Linked DNA regions of Mus musculus: regions 2 and 3 are each linked to region 1. A link is a contact called in public HiChIP or PLAC-seq data. All regions are on one chromosome and are shown on one strand. Each heading gives the region's core, a stretch centred on a gene start, on an enhancer-like site or on the middle of the called end of the contact. The rest is flanking DNA. Distances are from core to core; before and after follow the strand shown. Region 1 overlaps Ggnbp2 (gametogenetin binding protein 2). Region 2 holds the start of Usp32 (ubiquitin specific peptidase 32). Region 3 has its middle 12 kb from the start of 1700125H20Rik.

Region 1 (3,294 bases), core at 129-2,628:
CAGCATATCCCTGAGCCAGTAACCAGACAAACCTTTATTTTGACCTTTCCCAGAGGTCAAATATTCAGACCTGTTTTAAAAGTTAAAATAATCCAAAACATGTGAAGTAAACTAAAATACTGTATGTGCCTATTATTAGGCCTTCTCTATTTTGCCGTGCAGGATAATAACCCAGAATTCCCATGGAGCCCACGTTAGATAGAATCTGAGTATCCTATAAGGTGTATTAGAGGGAATATATCTTTATACCATCTTTAAAGCAATTCAAACGTTCACTAATATCTGCCTATCAGAAACACGTAATTTTTACTTGTTAAGCTCTGTCTAGAACAGCCACCTTGTGATACCATCGATCTGCTTGGCGCTCTGCCTAAAGCCACAGACATTTATTAATGCCTGTTCACTGCCCTCTCTATTTGAAGTCAGTGACTAATTTTCCCTATCCTAGTTCCAAACTGCAGGCAAAATTCCCCGTGTGATTCAGACAAAATCTGTATATAAATCTATCCTAAAAGCAAATAATCCCAATTCTATAAATTCACAGTGCAATCAATCTTTGCCCCAAGAAGTAGGCAACTTCCATTCTGCAGCTCTCTAACTCAAAGCAACCTGAATACCCCACAGCAGGGGACCTCAGAGCCTGCTTTCACTGCTTCAGTTCCCATGCTTGAATCCAGGTTACTCTCATCTCAACGCCACCTAGCTACTCACTTAAAAAATAAAAATAAAATAAAAAAATAAAACTCAGGCTAATCTTAAATTTTTAATGGATTCTTGCCTCATGTTGGGCACCATCTTTTGCGGGAATTAAAAGACAACCAGCACATTCCGGCGCAACTCTCAGGCCCCAGCCCGATGTCTCCACCCAGCTTGCTTAGTTTCCATTGGCGAGCCATTACCACGCCAAACCCGTGCTTCAAAACCCCCCATGGCCTTTGTGGTGTACATCTGGCAAACCCACGCTTTGCCACCATACCTTTCTCTCTTGAACCCAGTTGAACCGCTGCGTGAAGGTAAATGCCATAGAGACTTAATTCAGAAACAATGATAACTCAGTCACTGGGTGCAACAACTAAACCTAATCTTGTAAGCCATATTAAAATCTGATTCCTGGATCCGCCATGATATTGGGAAACACTAGCAGCTACATCTTACCCTTAATGCCGTCCCTATTCCAAAAGGGCCTAACTCCTGTTTCCTTTCTTCCTCCATCCAACCTGGAAGGCCTGCTTTGCCCAGTGATTGACTCCTTTATTCATTAGGGAATTGGTTCACAAGAAGCCACCTGAGATGTGACTCATTCCTCATTCCAGACAGCCTCTCATTCCAGATAACCTCTCCTGGGAGAGCAGAATTAACATAAAAATACATGCAACCCAGAGCCATCCATAACATAATTCTTTGAAGTGGGATTCCATAGCTGGGCGTGGTGGTGCACGCCTTTAATCCCAGCACTCAGGAGGCAGAGGCAGGCGGATTTCTGAGTTTGAGGCCAGCCTGGTCTGCAGAGTGAGTTCCAGGACAGCCAGGGCGAAACCCTGTCTCGAAAAAACAAAAGTCAACAACAAAAAAAGTGGGATTCCTCAATCATATGGTAGTTTTTTATTTTTTTAATGACATTTTATTTATTTGTATCAGTGTAGTGTGGATGTACACATACTAAAGAGTGCATACAGAGATCATTGGATAACTTACATTGGTTACATTAGTTGGTTCCCTTCTATCATGTAAGTCCCCAAAGTTAAACTCGGGACTCCAGTCTTGGCAGCAAGTGCCATTTACCCACCAAGACATCTCACTTGCCTCTAGTTTTTATTTTGTGGAACCTTCATATTTTCATGGTGTTCTGTCTTACCTATCTTATCTAATCTGTCAATCTTCCTGGAACTCATTCTGTAGACCAGGCTGGCCTCGAAATCAGAAATCCACCTGCCTCTACCTCCCAATGCTGGAATTGAAGGCCTTAACTTTTTTTTTTGAGCTTCCTTCCTTCCTTCCTTCCTTCCTTCCTTCCTTCCTTCCTTCCTTCCTTCCTCTCTCTTTTTCTTTCTTTCTCTTTCTCTTCCTTTCTCCCTTTCTGTCTTTCTCTTTCGTCCTTCCTTTCGTTCTTTTCTCTCTTTCTTTCTCCCTCTTTCTTTCTGTCTGTCTTTCTTTCTCTCTTTCTTTCTTCCTTTCCCTCCTCCTTTCTCTTTCATTTTCTTACTTTCTTCCTTTTTCTTTTTCGTTCTTCCTTTTTCTTTCTTTCTTCTCTTCTTTCTTCTCTTTCCTTCTTTCTTTCTCTCTTTTTCTTCTTCCTTTCTCTCTTTCCCTCTTTTTCTTTCTTTTTCTTTCTTTCCCTTTCTTTTTCTTTCTCTTTTTCTCTCTTTCGCTCTCTCTTCTTTCTTTCTTCCTCTTTAATTCTCTCTTTTTCTTTCTCTTTCTTTCTCTCCCTTTCTCTCTCTTTCCTTCTTTCTTTCTCCCTTTCTTTCTCTCTTTTTCTTTCTTTCTTCCTTTCTCTCTTTCTCTTTCTTTCTTTCTCTCTCTTTTTCTCTCTCCTCTCTTTCTTTCTCTTTTTCTTTCTCTCTTTCTTTTTTTCTTTCTCTTTCTCTTTTTCTTTCTCTCTTCTTTCTTTCTCATTCTTTCTCTTTTTCTCTCTTCTCTTCTCTTCTCTTCTCTTCTCTTCTCTTCTCTTCTCTTCTCTTCTCTTCTCTTCTCTTCTCTTCTCTTCTCTTCTCTTCTCTTCTCTTCTCTTCTCTTCCACGGGCTCTCACTGTGTAGCCCTGGCTGCCCTGGAACTCTCTCCATAGAGTAGGCTGGCTTTGAAATCACAGAGATCCACCTGCCTCTGCCTCCTGAGTGTTGAGATGAAAGGTGTGCACTACCACTCACTCATGTGTTGACATGTGATTCTATGACAGCATGCATCAGTAATTTCTCTGCATTCCTTTGACCACTGGTTTTTCATCTAGGTATTTGTTTCACTTTTTGTCTAGTAATGGTAACTGTTTTAGTAGGAATGAGGACAGTTGTGGGTTTGACTTTGCATTGGTGATGCTGAGGGTCTTCTCACTTGTTTATTGGTCATGTTTATATCATATCTGGAGGAATGTAAGCCAGAGGCCACGTGAGCTTCCACAGACCTGCCCATTTTTTTAAATTGCGTTTTTTTTGGCCTAGGCATGGTAGTGCATACCAGAATCTGAGAAATCTTTGTTCTGCATGTTTGAGCTCATCTTGCTCTTGCTCCCTAAATAGAGTTTCAGGTTAGCCAGGGCTACATAGGTGGGGTGTGGATACTCTTGTTTTGTTTTGTAG
Region 2 (3,255 bases), core at 462-2,961, 290 kb before region 1:
CATGGCATGACTTTCTTTTTTTTTTTTTTTTTTCTGTTTTCTTTTGCCAGTATTTATTTTTATTTTTATTTTTTTTTCCATTTTTTATTAGGTATTTAACTCATTTACATTTCCAATGCTATACCAAAAGTCCCCCATATCCACCCACCCAATGGCATGACTTTCATGGTGAAGACAGATACACATCAGAGTGAAAATGAAATGGGAACCAGGTGTGGGGCATAGGCTTCCAACATCTGGAGGCAGAGACAGGAGGACTGCCACAAGTCCCAGTCCAGGCAACTGCTAGAACTTGTCTCACTGGTTCCCCCACCCAGAAAAAGGAAATGGAAAAACATTCCATTGTGTTTATACACCACATTTTGTTTACTAACTTATGACATTTATTTTTAACGTTTTGACTATTGTATATACTATAAATGCTGAGTGCATAAATAGCTGTTCACACATCCCTTTAAAGACATACTTCGGGACTATATACTGAGAAGTGGAATTGCTGAACCACATGCCTGATATGCTACAACACAATGAGCCATGTTAAGTGAAATAAGCCAGTCACAGGAGAAATGTAGTTGCCTTGATGAACCAACATTACTGTTGAAAGTTTCAGTTCTCTACTAGATCAAGTAGTCCTGAAGATAAACTAAGACTGAATAACGATGTAAATGTTAATGCTACTAAATTCACACACACACACTATATACATATGTATTATACATAAAATATATGTATTTTAAAGCAAGCTACTCAGTTTTGAACTGTCTCATTTTTAGAGGGCAAGTGTTTGGTTGAAGCATGAAGGTGGCAGGGCTGGGTGTGGTGTTTCTTGTAGAACCAGTACATGGGAAACTGAGGCACGCGAATCTACAAGTTCGAGGACAGCCTGGGTTACAAAGCAGAACCCTGCGTCAGAAACAAACACCCAAAACAAAACATCTAATGCGGCTTAAAAAAATTGGGGGAGGGAGGCAACAGGTTCAGAGGGAAAAATGGACCAACATAGTGGCTTGGGCCTCTGAAAGAAAAGCTAAGGCAGCCGCGTTTGGAGAATGGGAAGGCGTAGAAAGTAAAATACTGCGACAAGGTCCACTGCCCTGTCCTGAGGCTCCATCTCTAGAAGGAAAAAGAGGTATCTTCTCAGAGAAGCCGTGAGTCTCATCTTCCACTTCTGCCAACATCCCCCGAACGTTAGGGGTCCCCCGCCTGCCCGCTCCTTTTGTCGCCCGCACCGCTTTCCTCAGACCCCCCCTGCTCCCTAACATTCCCCTAGTCTTCCAAGGTGGGTCGCGGCCACCGCAGCACCAACCGTCATCGCTCCGGCCCCGCCCGTCGAACGCCAGAACGTGGGGGGCGGGAAGACCCGTCCTCGGGCGCCCCGGAAGTCACTGCCCTCTTGGCCAGCTGAGCGCCGCGGCGGGATTCGAGGCCTAGGATTGGCAGGAAGATAGGGATGACGTGCTACGTGTGGCGAGGCCGCCCCGCCCCCCCTGCGCGCTCTTAGCGTGGGGTGGGGCGGAGCGTGGCCCCCCGGCGGCCATTACCCGGAACCGTCCCGGGCCTTGGGTCAGGTGACCCGCGGCGGTGCTGGCGGGAGGGCGGGGTGGGGGCGGAAGGGAGGAGAGGAGGAGTGAGGCGAGACGCGAAGGGAGGAGAGAGAGGAGAAGGGCGGAGTAGGAGGGAGGGGAAGGGGGCGGGGTGGGAGCGGGTCACGTGACTCGGCATGGAGGCGGCGGCGGCGGCCGGGAGGAGTCGCTGGGGCAGAAGCCGCACTTGTTAGTGTTGGGGGAGGAGGGGGCCGGGGACGCCGACACCGTCAGCCGGCGACGCCGCGAAGGAGGCGGGAGGGGGGTGGGGGCGAAAGCAGGCTCCGACCCCCGGCCGAGGGGATGAGGGGAGCATGGGCGCCAAGGAGTCACGGATCGGATTCCTCAGCTACGAGGAGGCGCTGAGGAGAGGTGAGGGGGAGGGGTCGAGTGAGCTGCGGGGAGGCCAGCGCGGAGCGCCCAGGGGTGGGTGGCCGGAGGGAGAGGAGGCTGGGGCGTGGGGTGCCTGGCGAAGGACCCGGGAGGCCAGCCGTGGGAATATCGAGGGCAGGGAGGTGGAAGGGGAAGCGGGGTGTGGGAATTGGGGCACTAGGGGAGGGGGCGAAGCTTTGGCAGTGACGGGGGTACCGGGCGCTGGCTGGCCATTGCCGGTGCACTCGGTTGGCGTTGTTATCTTGTTTAGGTGCAGGGAAGCCCTGACCATCGGTTCTTGGGTGGCTCAACCCTTCCAGGCCCCCTCATCCTTCAGTGCCATTTTCTCATATCACTCTTTCATTTAAAAAAAAAAAAAAAAGCCTCCGACAACATCCTAATCTGGTTTCTAACAGCATTGGCTGGAGGAGAAGACAGGGCGTTCTGTTTTGCTCCTGGAAGTCCTTTTCTATTAGGGAGCCTCTGGTTTTCCCAGGGTCTTTGCCTCTCTGTTGAGGGCGATGACTATCCTTCCATTTACTCCTGCCATCCTTCACCCTTTGAGCGGTTGACTTTGATTAAGAACGACCTGAAAGTGAAGTTGTGTTTAAGGTGAGAACAGATTAGACAGCTGATGTTCATAAGACCTTGTCTTAGGTTTCCTCTCCTCGGACATTGATCAGACGGTTTTAGTACACTTGATTCCCAGTTCTTACCCCCTCGCTCCCTTAAAATGGCATTCGGAAACCCAGCATTGTGATACTGTATTACAGCTCCCTTCAGAGACTGGCCTTGCTGTCAACGGCTGCTGCTCTTGGCTCTGATTCACACTGTGTTGTTAATAGCCCCCAACCCCCTACCACTTACTCTGATACGATTGTCAGTGTAAAGCTCGTGCTAACTGGAAGTGTCTTGCACAGTTTATGGCCGGAATGTGACTTAATTTTTCATGACTGAGATTTGAGAGTGTGTCTGTGTGGTGCTTGTAGTTCTCTTTGATGTTTAATGGATTTTCTTGGTAAGAAGTGAAAAACATTAAGCAGATTAGTGGCCAGACATTATTGTTAACAGATTTCTAAGACCAAAATAAATAAATAAATAAATAAATAAGTAAATTCAGTCATGCGCCAGGTGTTTTTAGTAGCTTGGGATAGAAACTTAAAATATGATGAAAAAGACATTTTAAAGTGAGGATTTAGAAATGAGATCTAGTTCATATACAAAGAGAAATAAGTTCATTGGACCCACAACCTAATAAACAGAAAATAAGATACAGAATTGTAGCTGCATCAATTTTGGG
Region 3 (2,916 bases), core at 158-2,657, 340 kb before region 1:
CAGCTAACTCCTCTTCCATACCGCTTCCCTAGCTACTCTCTGACATCCTTACTACCACTCCAAGGTCATCCATTGGGTTGGACACACCTTAGCTGAGAACGTGCAACTAACTTTAGGAATAATGCATTGGAGGGCTGAAGCGGTGGCTTGGCAGCTAAGACCTGGGTTCAGTTCCCAGCATCTATCTACATAGCTGCTCACACCTTAACTAGTTAGTTCTTATTCTAGGGGATTTGGCGCCATCTTCTGGTCATGGAAGGCACAAGGTACACACACCTTGGACTTGGAATCAGGCCTAAACTACTTAAAGTAACCAATCAACCTATCAATCAAGAACACATTAGTCTCCCAGTTGTTTACATGTCATGAAAAATGTCAGGCTGGCCAAGATCAGGAGTCATAGTGTCACTGTGTACTGTCATTTGCAGCCAGTAGGTCATCAGCCCGAATCCTTACACCGACTTCCAGTACAGGAGACATTCATTGCCTTTATTCTTGGGGCTGTCTTTTCTCCTCTAGACAGTAGTTGAAAAAGTGCTGTTTGGGGCTGGTGAGATGGCTCAGTGGGTAAGAGCACCCGACTGCTCTTCCAAAGGTCTGGAGTTCAAATCCCAGCAACCACATGGTGGCTAACAACCATCTGTAATGAGATCTGACTCCCTCTTCTGGAGTGTCTGAAGACAGCTACAGTGTACTTACATACAATAAATAAATAAATCTTTTAAAAAAAAAAAAAGTGCTGTTTGGCTATGCTCTTTCTTTTGTTAATTCAACAGAATGCTAAATGACTAATATGGGCTGTTCACTATTATAATTGCTTAGGATATACCGATAAGCAAGTTAGTTATCTTCTGGCCATGTGAAAATATAATTTACAAATTTTAAAAAGAGGAAACTCTTTGTAAGCTTATTCTCTCATGTGTTTTGTCACAGGAATATAAAATTGAAACGGCGCCAGGCCTGACGGGCTCGGGGAAAGCAAGGGTTGGAGGAGCTGTGGGAGTGGATCAGACTGGACCTAGCAGATAACTTAGGCGTTCTTTGTATTGTTTAGCTGATTTTGAGACAGGCTAAATGATGTCGCACAAGCTGTCCTCCTGCCTTCCCTCCCCATCGCTGAGATTAGAGGTGTGCACCACACCAAGGCAGAGCTGACCCTGACTTCAGATGAATTGAGGAACGTTGGAGTTTTAAGCAGAGAAACCTGTGATCTGCCGTTTTAGAATTCTAAGATCGTACTGCGTTTGAGGAAAGAGGACACCAAACCCAGCCTCCGCTGTTGCCTTAAGGAGAGCTCCCCAGCACCTCTACCCGGGGTTTTGCGCGCGGGAGCCAGGTTGGAAGGCAGCGGTACTCCCCACAGTTCCTGTAGGTGGCGGTGCTGCCCCACGGACCATGACCAGCACCCTATTTTGCTGGGAGCCCCTCCGTATCACGCAGTTTCCGGTAGGCCGCCCCTCTCTCCGTGGTCCTCCTGCTTTGTCAAAATTGTTGTGATCCAGCCAGGCAAGGGTTAAAGGGAAAGAGCGAGCTGCTCCCGCACCACGTGACCTTCCTGCTACACACATTTACCCTGGCCCTGAAGTACCTGGTTCCCATTTGCCTTGGGCAGGGTCCTCATGTCTTGTCGCTTGTGTTGGGGGGGGGGGGGGGGGGAAGAGGAAAAATATAAAGGAAAACTGAAGTGAGTGGTGCATGCCTTGAAGGGGCAAAGGCAGACAACTCTCTGTGAGTTCGAGTGGTCTACAGAGTGTTCGGACAGCCAGAGATACATAGATAAACTCTGTCTCATAAAACAAACAAAATCGCTGGGCCTTGGAGGCTGGAGAGAGAAGGCTATCAGCGATAGCCTGTGCTTCTTGCCTTTCCAGAGGAAGATGTGGGTATTCCCAGCACCCACATCAGTTGGCTCAAAACCACTTATGAACTACAGTTCCAGAGAATCCCACATGCTCCATATATTCACACACACACACACACACACCACACCACACCACACACACACGCGCGCGCACACGCACACTTAGAGAGAAAATCACCGAGCCCACTTCCTTGCTTGGAGACTCCAGGTAAATGGTTTCTGGAGCTGGAAGCAATGTGCATTTTTTTAAGTCTCTAGTTTCCTCTTTTCCTTTCTTGCCTCTCATGGGTATCATCCAAACCCATCAACTGACTGCTGAAGGTGTGATTCATGTTGTCCGGAATGTGCAAGGCCCTAGTTTGGATTTCCAGCACTGTATAACAAAAGAGGACAAGAGGGCTTAGCGGGTAAAGGTGCTCGCCTTCCAGCCTGACGGTCTGGGTTCCATCTTGGGTCCATTTGGTGGTGGAAGGAAAGAACTGATTCCCTAATGTCCTCACAGTGGATCCTCACAGTATCCACTGACACAAAGGCACACACAATAAATAAATGAACAAATAAAAAATGAATGAATGAATGAATGAATGTAGCCAAGTGTTTTTGAACCTAAGTTTGTCATTCTTGTTGCATACCTGTGTTGCTTCTGTGTACTTTGGGGATATCAAATAACAACGGCCCCAAGAGTTGCACAGGAGTTGTAGATGTGTGAAGTCCATTGTTCAAGGCACAGGGTTGGGAGGAGCCATAGTAAACTAGGAAGCATATCAGAAAGGCTGATGCAACTGCTCCTCCACTCCAGCACCTGCCACATAGGACGCAATTCAAAAGTGGGTAGCTGTATGAGAGGCTAGAAGTCTGACTTTTCATTTAATGGGAAATGACAGTTATAATATTGGCAACTAATATTTTTAAAATGATGTGTGCAAGTGGAACTCCTCGTTGGTAATTAAATGCATTAGTAGCTGCCAAATTTTGATCACTAACCCAACTCACCATTCTGCTAAGACTATTGGTATTTCTTCTTTGGGATTCTATTTCTAGCCTCTCTCACGGTC

Evidence for each region. HiChIP or PLAC-seq counts read pairs in DNA pulled down with a chosen protein or histone mark.
Region 2: an H3K27ac HiChIP or PLAC-seq map of embryonic stem cells shows a contact between it and region 1, with 5 read pairs. The contact joins the promoter of Usp32 here to the enhancer-like site in region 1. A contact is called at or near these places in 1 of 15 datasets of contacts at CTCF or cohesin (the NIH/3T3 cell line), 2 of 484 Hi-C or Micro-C datasets (embryonic retina and embryonic stem cells), 1 of 115 datasets of contacts at active chromatin or transcription factors (embryonic stem cells) and 2 of 9 other capture datasets (adipose tissue and liver).
Region 3: an H3K27ac HiChIP or PLAC-seq map of embryonic stem cells shows a contact between it and region 1, with 7 read pairs. The contact joins two enhancer-like sites. A contact is called at or near these places in 1 of 484 Hi-C or Micro-C datasets (nephron progenitors) and 2 of 115 datasets of contacts at active chromatin or transcription factors (embryonic stem cells and pancreatic cancer cells).

The regions. Positions count from the first base shown.
Region 1 is chr11:84,844,970-84,848,263 of GRCm38.p6, reverse strand. All of the region lies in intron 6 of Ggnbp2 (gametogenetin binding protein 2), which reads left to right. Among named protein-coding and RNA genes, the nearest start is that of 4930502E09Rik, 17 kb to the right of the region's middle. Within about 2 kb of position 1,378, at least 19 of the 459 cell types and tissues checked have an H3K27ac peak or open chromatin away from gene starts, as enhancers often do. A contact at or near this core is called in embryonic stem cells, where this site is marked.
Region 2 is chr11:85,138,411-85,141,665 of GRCm38.p6, reverse strand. Usp32 (ubiquitin specific peptidase 32) reads left to right here and starts at 1,711. Exons shown (of 34, transcript NM_001029934.1): 1 at 1,711-1,955. The coding sequence starts at 1,898. It also overlaps a transcript of 1700125H20Rik not described here.
Region 3 is chr11:85,181,647-85,184,562 of GRCm38.p6, reverse strand. No RefSeq gene overlaps it. Among named protein-coding and RNA genes, the nearest start is that of 1700125H20Rik, 12 kb to the right of the region's middle. Within about 2 kb of position 1,407, at least 121 of the 459 cell types and tissues checked have an H3K27ac peak or open chromatin away from gene starts, as enhancers often do. A contact at or near this core is called in embryonic stem cells, where this site is marked.